Regions from separate parts of the Anas platyrhynchos genome. Here region 1 is linked to region 2. Evidence: chromatin contacts called from public Hi-C data. All regions are on one chromosome and are shown on one strand. Each heading gives the region's core, a stretch centred on a gene start, on an enhancer-like site or on the middle of the called end of the contact. The rest is flanking DNA. Distances are from core to core; before and after follow the strand shown. Region 1 has its middle 14 kb from the start of CAPZA2. Region 2 overlaps ST7 (suppression of tumorigenicity 7).

Region 1 (6,974 bases), core at 447-2,946, 130 kb after region 2:
TTTTTTGTATGTTTTTTGTTGCAGTAAATTGGTTAGTCCCATTCTCCCTGTATCTAAACATGGATGAAAGACGACTGACAGAAGCCTAGTGCAAAACCAGAAGAAATGCATCCCACTGTAACGCCCCCACAGACATAACCTTTTGGTTAAGGAGGACAACTCAGAACAAAAGTAACACACAGATTAAACATTACATTATACTGTTTTCATTTTTCCCTGTTCAAGAAATACATAGAGGAGTAAAACATTATGCTTAATCTGAGAAAAAAAAAAAATGCTGCAATTTTCCTCTTTCTGGCCCTCCAACAAGCATTGTGAACTAATTGGGACTGGAAAATATTAAAACCAGAACTATATTTTGGTAGTAATTAGTAACTCACTAAGGAATTTTGATATCTAGATGAACTATTTTGAACCAAAGAAAATACATTTGATTCTGGAAAGAGAACAAACTTGTATTCCACATGTGTGTTAACCAGTTTTCTAATTTTCAGAGATCGCAGTTACTATTTCTGTGCCTGCTCTAACTCCTGTTGCTGCAGTTATAATGATATCCCTGACTGGTACAGATCATTAGTCTGAAAGGAAGCCTCATATACTTTCTCTCCAGATGGTAAGCTCAGGCTCCTGCAATCTGTGGAAAGTTAGTGCAAATACAGAGCTCTACTTCCTTCCTCAGCAGAAGATTGTGAACTTCTGTTTTAAGTCTCTCATGTTGGATCAGGATATACAGCAAGAAAAAAGAATAGTCTTATCCCTGTTGTGATCACTAGGATGAGATGACAAAGAGATACTAACAGAGGTGGGATATCTGAAGATTTAAGGTAACATCATCTAGCATGACAGAGAGGAGTCTCTATTCTGAATATTCTTTTTCAAATTTTTGTGACTCTCGCATCAAAAGTCATTTTTAGAGAAAAAAGAGAACAGCAAGGAGCCTCTACAGATGTTGAAAATGCAACACAGGAGAAGACAAAGAGCTTTCTTGAAAATTTAGTATGGACAGGTTGGATGTGAGTCTTCCATAACCTATGAAAACACAGAAGGAATGGTAATAGCTGGAGGGGATGGGACATGGATGGACTGCTGCTCCATGGGCGGCTTGCTGACATGGTGGCATGAAAAGCTATTTCTGCACCTAGCTGGATGTATTTGCAGGCCTGCCATAGAGGAGTCCAGCTTCATCATATATCCCAGCACAGTGCTGGATGCTGGTTTTTGGCCAATCCCTTGTGTAGCTCGTGATGTTTGGACCTATATTTGTTCATTTCTGGCAGTTTTTAGCTCTGCATCTCTGCTTATTTATTCCTTGGCCTTATGTTCCTTTTAGTCACAACCTTTTCTTTCTTTGCTCTGAGTCATGTTAGGTTGCTGCTGCCATCATTGTTGCCTGCCTCGTGTTCAGGGACTTTCCAGCCGGCCAGGAAAGAAAGAAAAGAAGGAGGAAAGGAATGGGAAAGTGGGAAGGTGAGGAGGAGAGGGCAACAGATCTCATGCCATTTTCTTTCCTTTGAGCATGTCAGCCCTTACAGTTTCGGGGCAATACAGCTTGCCTTTGACTGTGGGCTGCATTCCAGGGAAGGATTTTTCAAACGGGCTGTTAGCAAATCCTCTGTCAAGCCATAAAAATCTGTTCCAGCCTTCTCAACTTGGCAAGGCTGGGATTTTGTAGCGTGTGTGCACTGGAGGGCCTGGTAGGGTCCCCTGCTGGTGGCCAGCCCTGCAATGGGGCTGCTGCTGCCTGCCCTGGGCTCCAGGTGGAAGGGAGAGGGTAAAATGGGCCAGGTCTGTGGCAGCCCTGGAGGGTTTTGTTTTAATGTTAACACGTATGGGAATTTTGTTAGCCGAGAGAAGCAAAACAAAAGGAAAACCAAAACAAATAGTGAAGCTGCTGCAGTGGGTGTGGGTGGAGCGGTTCCCCTAGTGTCAGGGGAGGAACTGATGAGGAAGACAGAGAGGAATTTCAGTCCTGAGTAAACTGCAAAATCTCCGGGATGCCTGCCTGACATCGGTGCTGCCGACATCTGTGCCCCGGTGTCATCTGAGACGTGCCTGACGCTGGCTGGTATGGGTTAGGGATTAGTGACACCAGGCTAGGGGTGCAAAACCCCACAGTGAAATACAACTCCTCGGGGTAGAAAGGAGGCCGAGGCAATTGGCACGGAGATCATAATCTTTCTTTTCCTGCTGCAGGATATACGGTCTTTATTTTAGGCTCTCTTTTGTAGTATAAGGCGATCCATGTAGGAGCTGACAATGGGCGTACATTAAGCTAGCTCAGAGTGCCAAGTACAATGCCAGATGCATTGAGAGGTCTCCGCAGAGTTTTGGGAAGGGGAAGCCAAGCCAGGGTTCAGAGTTCCTGAAAGGGAGCAGTTTCTAATAATAGGAGACATTGAACCAGCCAGAGAAATGGTGTGGCTTAAATGAAGCCTAAAATCAGGTGACAAAATTTGAGAGCAGGTCCCTGGAATTGCCACTTCTGTGAGGACTCCTCTCAGGGGCTCCGATCTAGGTAAACGGATTTAGAAGCAAGTCCTCCACACCGTGTCAGTGACACACAGACAAAACCCAAAGAGTTAGTGCCTTACATTTTTCTGATATAAAACAATTAGTCTTCATTAGCAAGGGGTATATTTAGCAGATCCTAAGCAGACGCTGCAGCAGAAAATCAAATGGTGCTTTCTTTTTCTGCTTTCAGTCTTTGCTCATTGGTATGTACACATGCACGTCTAATAAAAGATCGTGAAGGATATCCAGAGATTCTTATCCAATCTATTTCAGTGTATTACAGAGATACCATCTAAAGACAACACAGACACGTTCCAGCGAATTTATTTCCAAGCGCAGCGGCCTAGAAGCCTGAGAACTATTGCCAATGTGAAACTTGTATTTATTTCAGTTAATTCGCAGCAACAGTACTGATCAAATAGATTTAGCTTTCGAGTTTTATTAATTACCAAAATGTAAATATGATGTTAGATTTCCTTCATCTGGAAGCCGTGTATTCTCCAGTGGCAAGCCTTGGGACTTCAGGCACATTGAGCACGAGAGTGATTTATCAGCTCTATTTAGTTACCATCGGGAAACACGAAATAAGAAATGATCTGTGTGAAATAAGGACTGATCTTTATGAGCAGGGCGATGCACTAGATGGCACTGTTGGTTTGAGTTTTACCACGGCCACCTTCTTCTGGGGAACTTGTCTTAATTAGCTTCCTTTTGAAAACAAACACGCTGTTTCAACAGAGGGTCAGTGTACATTGTTCTGGGCTGCTGCTTTTATGTTTATAGTCATGTAATCAATATGTTGTAAGGGTAATTAATTTTTAACCAAGCCAATTGTAGATCAAATGCCAGTAGAGTTGCTGGGTGGAGACAGTTTAATTTCTTTTGAAGCAGTGATACTGATTAGCTGCAAAGGGTTCGCAGCGAGTTGCCAGAGATCCAGAAGACCTTCTGCTTTGAAACTCTGGTGTTAACTTTAAAGTATCATTATTGCTCTGATACAGATTAATGAGTTGTGGCGTAATTCTGATAAAGTTCCTCTCGTTTACTCGCTATATTTTGTCCCGTCAATTCCTATTTCAAAGCAGCTCTATTTGCTTTGACTATTCTGTTCCTATCAAAGGCATGGCACAAAGTTAACACTAAACTGATCAAACTCACTTTCTGCTTTTCATCTCTTTTCTCTCGTTATCTGCCTTCAGGGACTCTAGAGGGCCCATGGCTAAGGATGAGATTGTGACCCTCCGTACAACAGGGTACAGGATCCCGCAAGAGGCTGAGGCATTCTCCAGTCTCTATCAGTCACGCATGTGAGTTGCGCTGCCAAGCTGCTGTCCTGGCCTCCCTTCTCCTTCCCCTTTCCCTTCCCTGTTGTCCGGCCATCTCTCACGATCCATACTTTGAGATATTTGCTGCCCCTACTGCCAGTGCTTTCAGCCATCCCCTTGATGCCTCCTTGTCTGTGAGCTGACCTGTCTTGATCATATTTTCATCCCTTCTCGCTCTTTCATCTTCTTCCTTGCCTCTGTTCTTCAACAGTCAAACAAATTAGAGTCTCAACACTCAGCTCTCCATCTCCTGTCATATTACTTTAATATCTTCTTCCTGCTCCTTTTTTTATAACAATCAATAAACGGGCTGTTTTCATGGATAGGCTATTGATCACTTCTCCAGTTGTCTGGATTCTTTCTGATCTAGTGTCTGTGTTTTCCATTACATTAAAATTTCACTAGAGGCTCTGGCTATCCATTCTCAGGGAAGTCTCAGGGCCTCTCTGCTCTCCTCATCTTCCTTGATCTCTTGGCCGACTTTTGAGACTTTGATCATTTAATTGGATCTCATGCCAAGTAAAACCACAAGCACTGGTTTAATCCGAAATTAAACTTTTGTTTAGTCTAACATTAAAATATAAGGTCAATTTCAAAACAAAAAATATTTCACTTTCTCTGAAAAAAATCCAACCTTTCATACTTCTGGGCTCAAACTATTAATTGAATTCAGTCTGGACTGAACAACAATTTCGGTCCTTTTGAGTCATACTTTTGAGTAAATCAGACCAGTTAACGGGACTGTGTTACTGAGCTGAGCTGCAAATGTCTCTAATTTCTGCTGGAGCCAAGAATAGCCCTTGGTATAGATGGGTATGGCCATCAGCTATTGAGACTTGTCACATTTTTAACCTTTTCAGGAAGACAAAACATCATAAGTCAGATAATGATCAGCAGAGTTTAGGATCCAACTATTACATTTTTTTGTAACAGATGACTCTTGTGGCTGTTAGAGGCAAGACTGCAGCTATTGCAGCAGACCGTTCTGTAGACTGTAATCTACATTTGTTTGCAAAATATTAGATAAAGATCATGAAATTTATTCTGGTTTTGAGACAAACTAGAGATGGATATTTGCAGCATACTGAAAGATTGAAAACCCAATTATTACAACCACAAGAACTGAAAAGAAAAATCCATGCTGTCTTTCTGCCTGCCTGTTCTGCAGGAAGCATTTTTTCCATGCCCTTAGTCACAGTGCTCCAGAGTAGGGTTGCAATGAGCAGTTGCCAAAATTGGCTGTTTGGGGAGGTGGCGGGGTGGTACAGCAGCTTGTAGCAGTGTATTTACAGTAGAGGGAGCTGATGTTCAATGAGTGCATGCATGAGTATTCACTGCAGTATGGCTCCTTATCAGTCTGCAAGCACTACAGAAGAAATATTTCACCATTCTGGGGGGATGCTTCTGCATCCCTCACCCACTGGGTCCTGTCACAGCTGAGCTCTCCAGCAGCGTGAGTGGCCTCAGGGAGCACTTGTTTGAAAAGGTCTTCTTCTGGGGCCAAGGGACATCTTCCCATGTCAGGTGTGACATGAGGGAGACTGGACGTAGTGTGTAAGTAATATTGCAAGCACTGAGCCTCAGCACACCTCCTACCAAAGGCTGATGTTTCCACCTTTCTAAATATAACTTCCTGCTACACCGCAGACAGCATCTCCTTTGTATTCCTAGCTTTCCGGTGCTCCCTGCCCTTGGCCTGGGCTCTGTCTGACACGTCTCACAAATGAGTGCTCAAGAAATTCTTTGATTTACAGCCCTCTTTTTACAAGCCAGAGATCTCTAGTTCCCTGAAACTGGCTGGTTGAATTACACAAGTTATTCAAATATAATTAAAAGAGAGACACAGCATGTGTGAAACAACAGAATATGCATGCACTCAAAAATATGGAGAGTTATAATTCCTCTTAGTGAGTTCGTTTGGATAAAGCAGGCTAATGGGCTGAAGGACTGGGGCTGCAGCTACGTGAGCTCCTGCCCCTGGCTTTGCCATCACTCTCTTTGAAGAAAGGTGTCCTCCTGGTGAGGCAGCTTTCCTGTCTGCCACAGTTCAACTAAGGTAAGCACAAAGGAATTACTTGGGGAAGGGACACTGTTCCGAGACAAACATAAGATATATACTTTGAAAAATAAAGGACTCAGAAGATTACTGTCCCATCTGACTTGTATAACCAGAAAGATCCTCAAACAAGTTAATTATTTGCCTGGTTAACACCTATTGCCATATTTCTCAATCTGCATGTGTTTGTGGACAAAACCTCCAAGCAAGCCAAGTGCTGTAGTGCCTTGATTGTCCAGACAACTTGGATTATCTCACTGATGGCTTCCTTCAGCCATGAGCAGCAGAGTGGTCAACCTAATCACTCTATAAAGCAGTGAGAAGTTTTGAGAGTACCGAGTTCGTCCCTGGCACCACTCCTAAGAAATGTGGACAAACTGGGAAGATCTAACAAGAAGAAAGTTAACATGTTTAGAAAATACAACATATGAGTAAAAGTCAAAGAAAATCTTCTAGCTTAGAGAAGACTAAGATGGGACATTTTCAGTTAAAAGTTTTCTGTAAGTAAAATGACAGTTATTTGTTCGCTACCCAGACGGAGTTGGGGCAAACAAAAGGGGCGTGGGTCTTACTTGGCACCAAGGAAGATCTGGAAAAGTCCAGGAGGACTTTAGCAATAACAAACACATAATGAAGCCTTGAAGTCCTTGTAGCTTGGGCAGTTTTTATTTTTTTTATTTAAAGAAAACTTGCTAGACAAACATTTGGCAAGGCAGGTTAGGTGTGTTCATCATGTCTTGGTGGTGTGGGATGGACCTAATGATTTCCTGACATTTTCTCTAGCCTTATATGTCTGTTGGAGTCCTTTGAAATGTATTAATGAAGAGAAATGAAGAGAAATCTCTCTCCAGGCTTGGTAGTATTATTTATTATACTTAGTATAAATTATAATTTCCTTACAAAGGAAAGCTTGTATCTCCAAAACTGATTCTTTTTGCTCATTTTCTGGTCAGCTTTCCTCCTCGGTTCTTTATTGTAGCAGGAGAAAATTATGATTAGCTGTTTAAGCAAAGGAATACTTGATTAGAAGCATCAAAAAAGGAAACAAGGAGGCCTTTATGATGACATTTATATTAGGGACT
Region 2 (6,982 bases), core at 190-2,689:
GTCCGCCTCGCCGCCGGCGGCGTTGGCCGTGCTGGGCGCGCTGTTGTCCACCCCGCCCAGCAGAGGTCGCAGGTGGCTCACCGAGACCTGCTCGATGAAGGACGTGCCGTACTTGCGGAAGTACCACCACTCGAAGATCTGCAACACAGCCGTCACTGGCACCACGGCCCCCGCCGCAGCCCCTCGCCGCCGCCCCCGCCCCCGCCCCCGGGGGTGCCGGGGACTCGCAGCCCGCCCGCCTTCCCTGCTGCCGGGAGGCCGCCTTCCTCCGGCAGCAACAGCGAAAAATCCCATCCCTTACACCAAATCCCGTCCTTCGGAGGCTTTTAACATTGCGAGGAACGTTGTTTTGAGGTGACATCTAACGGGAGCCCCGCTCCGCCCATCCCAGGCGAGGCTGCACGCAGGGCTGTGCTCCTGCCGCAGCCGCCTCCCTCCACGGGCAGTGCAAAAAAGGTGAGGAAAGGCAGCTTTGCTCCTCTTCCTGGCAATGCCTCCGAAGGATCCCACCACATTTCATTTAAAGAACGTTTAAAGTACCGAACAACACCCCAAAAACCATTCTTACACCTTTTAAAGGATTATTTTTTTTTCCCCCAACAGAGCCAGCTGTGTTTGGTTTTGTATTCCTGACTTAGCATGATTCCGAATTAAATTTCAGGCTTTTGGTTCAGCTAGAAAATCAGAAATATATATATATATTTACATAGATCTGCTTAACAAATTCCACAGCCTAAAAGAACCCCTGGAAATTGAAATTATGCACATAAATACACGTTTGCTGTATTTTCACAGAGAAATTATATTTTTGGGGTAAGAACAGACATTTTAGGAAACTACATAAACCTGGAAATGAAGACTATTTCACATAAACAGGAAAAAGATTTTGAGTGCAGCACACACTTCAAATGAGTATATCCTGAAGGGTTTACAAGGCTTTGGGCTGTGGGACACCCGGAGTCTGCAGCGAGGTTCATGTCGGGCTCCACGCCTTCCCTGAATCGCTCCTGAATCACCAAAAACGGTCTCTGTATTTCTGTATTTTTTTTCTTTTTTAAAGTCCTCTTGAGCTCTTTATGTAATTGAACCAACTTCTCTCAGTCTCCATAGGATTGTCTGTAAAGTTTACTTCTTTTTCTTTTTTTCTTCAAACCATTCCACAGGGGAGAAACTCCACAGGGGCACAGCAAGAAAGAATTCCTCTCCAAAGATCACTGTGATACCTTCAGCACTGCGGCTTCCCCTAAGTCCAGCTGTGTTGTTAAAGTATCCAAGAGCATTCATCCGGAAGAAGCTGATGCTAACTGTGCTGGATGGAGTGGGAACGTAGCTGGTGGCCATAGATCAACTTCACACAAGTATGTGTGGCAGCCCTGGAGACCACTTGGTCCCCAAAACAAGCTAATGGCTCTTCTTGGAGACATCAACAAGGAAGAATAAAGCAGTTTTATGAGGAGAAGACAGAACGGCTACTAACGTGAACAGATAAAGGTCACAGGCACTGGGGAAGATAAACAGATGCTCACAGGGAAACCAGAACATAAACACATCTGGATCTTTGTGAACTCTGCATTCCTGGCAAGTCACTGAAATCCCTCACAGCATGTAGAGCTCCTACCTGGGTTTGTCACTCTGTGTGTTCCCTTGGGATACACCTGGGTGGGAAGACCCGCGAGGAAGTATCACTGCATGCTGCTCTGCACTGATGCACTTCCCAGGCATCCACCACCGCCTGTGCTTCTCCAAATGCTAGGGATGATGGACAGGGAGCTGGCACAGGCGAGTCTTTGGGTTTAGCTCTTCTCATGTTCTTATACAATGCTTTCTGAAGGGTTGAGAATCTAAATCTTACAATACAAGAGTGCATCATAACCTAAGCAGCCAAGATATGGCCGACCATCAGAGAAAGACCGTGCTGTAAAATATAGTCACAGCTCTGCCATTAGTGTATACTTTTGTACTGTCTTTGGCAACTTTGAAGCCTGAACACAACTGAAGCCACATTTGTGCCTATCCAAAGCCTCAAAGGACATGGTTTTAAGGAATCGAGGATTATAGTTTTGTACTGAGACACAGGACGCTGAGTATCACTGTAACAGAGCCAGGGACTGAAGTACAGCTTGCCAGACTGGCCTCTCAAAACTCTAGGTAGTTAGATTGTCATCTAACTGGCTTCATACTTTCTTTAAGGGAAAAAAAAGAAATTAAAACATGTTAATAATTTCCTGCTTATTATTTCAACTATCAACAGCTTTTACATAAAAAGAAAAAAAAAATAGAGCTCTTGTGACCTCATTTGCCCTGCATAACTGTATACAAATTGGGAAACTGTCACACTGAATTTCAGTGAAACTGAGGATACAAGCAGAAAGAATGCATGCATGCTGTCACTACTACGGTTCAGCTGAGTGACAGGAACTTGTCAAAACATGTGGTACAGCTGTAAGTTCCTCCTTAGCCTTACAAATACATTAATTACTTTTTAAAGGGGGATTAAAGCTCCTAAATCTTCTAAGACATCTTTGAGAAATATTTGCAATGTTGAGTGAATCCAGTGCCAGGGAACACAAACCAGATCTCAGTGCATACCAGCTCCTAGAAAATGAAGCCATAAATCATCACCACAATATGCCTTTGCTTAGAGTGATTTGTTCAGGGTGTATGAGAAGGTAATATGTAATCTGGTTTTGAAGTTGAAACAATAAATTGCCTTCGCAGTATTTCTGCACCTTTCTCAGACAGCGTCAGCCGTTTTGAAACCTGATTTTTTATAACCAAGTTTTATTTCTAACTGTACCAGCCAGTTTGAAGGCAATGTGAAGTCAATAAGCTTTTGACAGTTCAGCAGAAATCATCTGGCAGAATAATAGTGAACTACAAGGATTAATTACCTGTAGAAAGAGATCTGGATCAGAGAGGAAATTAGGGAGAAAAGTCATTTCTGCACCACCTCTGAAAGTAAAGCCACCTCACTTAGTGGTATTTACCTTTACAAGAAGGTGTCTCTGCCCATGGCAGGGGGTTGGAACTGGGTGATCTTTAAGGTCCCTTCCCACCCAAACCATTCTGTGACTGAATTATTCATTTCTCTCATACACATAGGGTAGAAGGGAAGCTCATCTTCACAGCAGTAGCAAATTTCTCTGGGTTCTCTCTAGCTGATGCCTGTTCTTTCATATCTGATCAGGGTCACACAACTCCAGACTCTCAAAGGATCTTTAAACCTTCACAAAGGCCAAGTTAAAAACCTGTTCTGAACATTTTCAGCTTTGTGTTTTGAAGTCCAAATCTAGAAATCTTGTTTTTCAGTCTGGTAGGGGTCATGCTTAATGTAAGAATATTTGACTTTGGAAAACCCTTAAGGATGACTTCTACAAGTGCATGGCTATGAACAAAAAAACCAGCTCATATGCAGCAAAGATATTTGGGTCAAATAAAAGCTGGTTAATCACTCATAAATCTGAAAGCATTTCAGATACTTGTTATGGACCTTTTTTGCCTTTGCTTCTCTATGCAGGTACTTCCCCTGTGTGATGAAAACATCACAGTTCCTCTCTGTCTTATCTCTGCTCTCACATAAGAGATCTCACAATCCCAGATTGTTTTATTTCTCTGTGCAACAACAAATCCATTCTGCATCCCTTGGATTATCTGATCTTCCCTCTTCGATTTTCAGAGCAGATACTCCACCAGAAATGCATCAGTCCACAAGGGACGGTTTTGATGGCTGTTCTCACTGGACCAAATACATCTATCAGCAATCTGAATGATGCTTTCCTGTTTATCATATCCAAGACAGGCATCCTCTCTTACAGTGACTACTATCCATAGTCCTCTCCCAGTGTGCATATTGAGTCTTCAGCTGAAAGAGTAAAGAATTTCATTTGCAGGCAACTTCCACAGCTCAGGGCTCTCATTCAGACTTCTAATTAGACATCCGGGTCTCTGAGGAGTCAGATTTGGAATGCTCTTCTAATATGAGGGGCGGTAACAACCAATCTAATGGATCTAAATGAGGCTTACTCCCTTGAGGAGCAGGATGATGACAGCAGAGCATTCAATGGTTAAGCCCCTGTGATAAATAAAACAGGAGCACAGCACGTGTTGGACTGGCTCTGTCATCCACGCTGTTTATTTGTCAGCACACTGCCCGGCCTGCACCAACTCTCCCTGACAATGACTGGACGTGTTCAAGGGATATCACAGCCCAGGGGCTGTTCCCAGTAGACAGTATGGGGAAGATCATCCTGCTTTGGGAAGCAAGAGTGTTTATCCATACGGATGTGATGATACAATGCTACTTGTTCTTCAACAGAGAAAGCCCCTTTGTCTGCGATGCTAGCAACCACCTTATGCAAAATAACTCTTTACCTACATTTTACCTGCCTCTGAAAACAAAGAAAGGGAAAAGAAAATAATATATTGCCTGGCCTAACCACAGGACTTCTCTCAGTGCTTGGTAGGTGCCACTTGTTATGCCTTCAGCAGGTTACAGGCTGCCATCCTGCAGATCCCTCCTCTCTCATCAGCTACCTGGCAAATGCTTCCAATTTCTCAGGAGCTCCCTACAAGGCCTCTGCCCTCCCCAACCTGCCAGCCTCCACTGAGCAGAGCTGAAGCTTTGAACAATTACCACGTATCAGTCTTCAGCTGCCAAAGATTGTCCCTGTGCAAACGTCAGACTTCCACAGAATCTGTGGGAACACCCAGAATTCAGGCACCTCTCTGCCCCTCTGCAGCAGACTACACAAAGGTAGCAGAACAAATAAATAAACACAGAATAACAGTTAATATCAACAAGAAATAATTTGTGTCCTCTTTGAGACTTCCTGCACTAGCACCATCAGCTGCAAAAAAGCAGAAAACTTGTTATTTTCCCCAAGCTCTGCCAGGGAATAATAAGGCATTCTTGGTGGAGCTTCGAGACTGGGGCTCACTGCTGCCTGAGGTTTGTTAACCCAGACTCTATCAGCTTGCAGTCCAAATGCCACAACAACTTTCACTCTGGGGGTAACAAATATGCAGCCTTACTGAGAAACCTCGGTGGCATTTAGGAACACAGCTGCAGTTCACAGCATTTACCTGACATCAGTTGTGTTCCGTGTTACCCTACCTGTGGCAAACTTCAGCCTCTTGACACCAACTACAACACAGCTCCACTGGATTCTCTGAGACAGAGCCCTGTTTTTCACTGAATCAAAAGTAACTCTTGTGGAACCAAGTTTCCAATATAATATTTTGTATGTAGTTTGGGACTTAATTTAGTTCCTATTCTTAATGTCAAAAATAGGTGCTGGGGTGAATTCAAAGGATGCTAAGTTGTTCGTTTTAAACTACGTGCTGTAAAGTAATTATTAAGGAGAATGGCTGAGATAGAAAAGACTTTTCTGTACTGTTCTGAGCTACCCAGAAAAGAAAAAGGGTTTGACATCTTTGCTTCAAATCGCATCATCTACAGTGAGGCCAGAATTTTACCTAAAGAATGAAAACAAAGTAAGAGACAAAATAAGACAGGAGAGCACTGTTCTGCAAAGGAGTCACGTAGCATGCAATTCCCCAGAGCTGAACTCTGCAGAGTCATTGTTTCATGATCCAAACATGAAACAGAAAAAGCATTCACTTTCCCATTGGTCACTACACTTCTGAAATGATGGAATTTTCCTTCATTTCATAACCTGCTGTGCTGTGATTTCTCCTTCTGATTGGGAATTGCAGCCCACCAGTAGTGGAAACAAATCTGCCAGACCATATGGTGGAAAATTCCAAGAACTATCAGTACATCTATTCTGACAGATACCCTAGTGATGTAGATTTGAGAGGAGAATGTTTGTTTTATGAAAGGGTTTCATTTAATACCACCAGCAGGTTTCAGAACCCTTCAGAACTACAGATGCTGCATGACAGGTAAGTGGGTGGCATTGTAAGCAATTCAGCATGTTACAGGGCCATTGGTAAACAGCAATATTGTTATGAAATAATAAATCTGAAGCGTAATTGGGATAGGGACTGGCTAGCACTACCTCAATGGAACTTGCCCTGTTGTCTTTCCTGATGATGATCCTGATGATGACCATTCTCCATGGTCTACTTAAGCTGCAGTTTCTTTTTTCCATGGCCATCCCTGCTGAGTTCTTTTTCCATCATCCAGTTTACAGATCACATGTTCCTCTCAGCACATACACTTTCCCTACAGCCTAGGGTTCCTGACTGTCACCTGCCCGGCCTATGTGTCTTTTGCATGTTTAGGATGGTGGCGTATAAGCAGCAAAAACTGACAGCAGAAGTGAAGGTCCACAAAAAAGGCTTTCAACACAAAACAGGCTTTCAGTCTTCTTTCAGTCTTTGTCTACACCTCCATCACCACACTGTTCCTTTAATTTATTCATAAAGGACTCTGTCATGCACCAGTTAGTGAAATTTCTCTGGCTAAGGCTCACTCGGTCTCATCTCTTCTTGGAAGACTTCTGTAGGTGCCCTTTACCCCTTTACCATATCACAGCCATGAATGCAACTTGCCACCTGCTTCTTGCACTTTCCATCCAAGCACCGCACTTAGCAATTTCTTGCTCACAAGTCTCCTACTGAGCTCATTCCTCGGAAATTGCCTTCCTGACTACAGTACAAAATGTAACTACATTTGCTATCATGCTATACACAGGCACTTTAGTTACAAATAATCTAGCCTCTCTCTCAGGTTTTTGTTCCTGTTTGATTTTGTAACGTATTTCCATAGATACAGACTATTTTTTTCCTTGCCACTTCCTCCAGCTGTCTTCAATGTCCAGCAACAAATATGGGATTGTGCCTGTGGAACCCATGTATTTCCCTCACTCCTCATCTTGTTCGTGAGGCCTGGCCTTTTGATGCTTCTCCTTTCTGCGCGAGATTACTGAGATAACTGAATTTAACATTCCTCCTGTGCGTTTTGTTGCACCAAGTCTTGCAGGTCTGGCTGCTGCACCTCAGTGTTCATGTTCTGAAA

The links. Hi-C and Micro-C count contacts between places; a contact is called where the count stands out from the background.
Region 1: a contact with region 2 is called in a Hi-C map of subcutaneous adipose tissue, with 2.1 times the contacts expected there. The contact joins two enhancer-like sites. A contact is called at or near these places in 3 of 8 Hi-C or Micro-C datasets (liver, skeletal muscle and subcutaneous adipose tissue).

The regions. Positions count from the first base shown.
Region 1 is chr1:26,465,130-26,472,103 of IASCAAS_PekinDuck_T2T, forward strand. No RefSeq gene overlaps it. Among named protein-coding and RNA genes, the nearest start is that of CAPZA2, 14 kb to the left of the region's middle. Within about 2 kb of position 1,697, at least 1 of the 8 cell types and tissues checked has an H3K27ac peak or open chromatin away from gene starts, as enhancers often do. A contact at or near this core is called in subcutaneous adipose tissue, where this site is marked.
Region 2 is chr1:26,330,467-26,337,448 of IASCAAS_PekinDuck_T2T, forward strand. ST7 (suppression of tumorigenicity 7) reads right to left here. Exons shown (of 15, transcript XM_038179926.2): 3 at 1-138. Among named protein-coding and RNA genes, the nearest start is that of ST7, 79 kb to the right of the region's middle. Within about 2 kb of position 1,440, at least 4 of the 8 cell types and tissues checked have an H3K27ac peak or open chromatin away from gene starts, as enhancers often do. A contact at or near this core is called in subcutaneous adipose tissue, where this site is marked.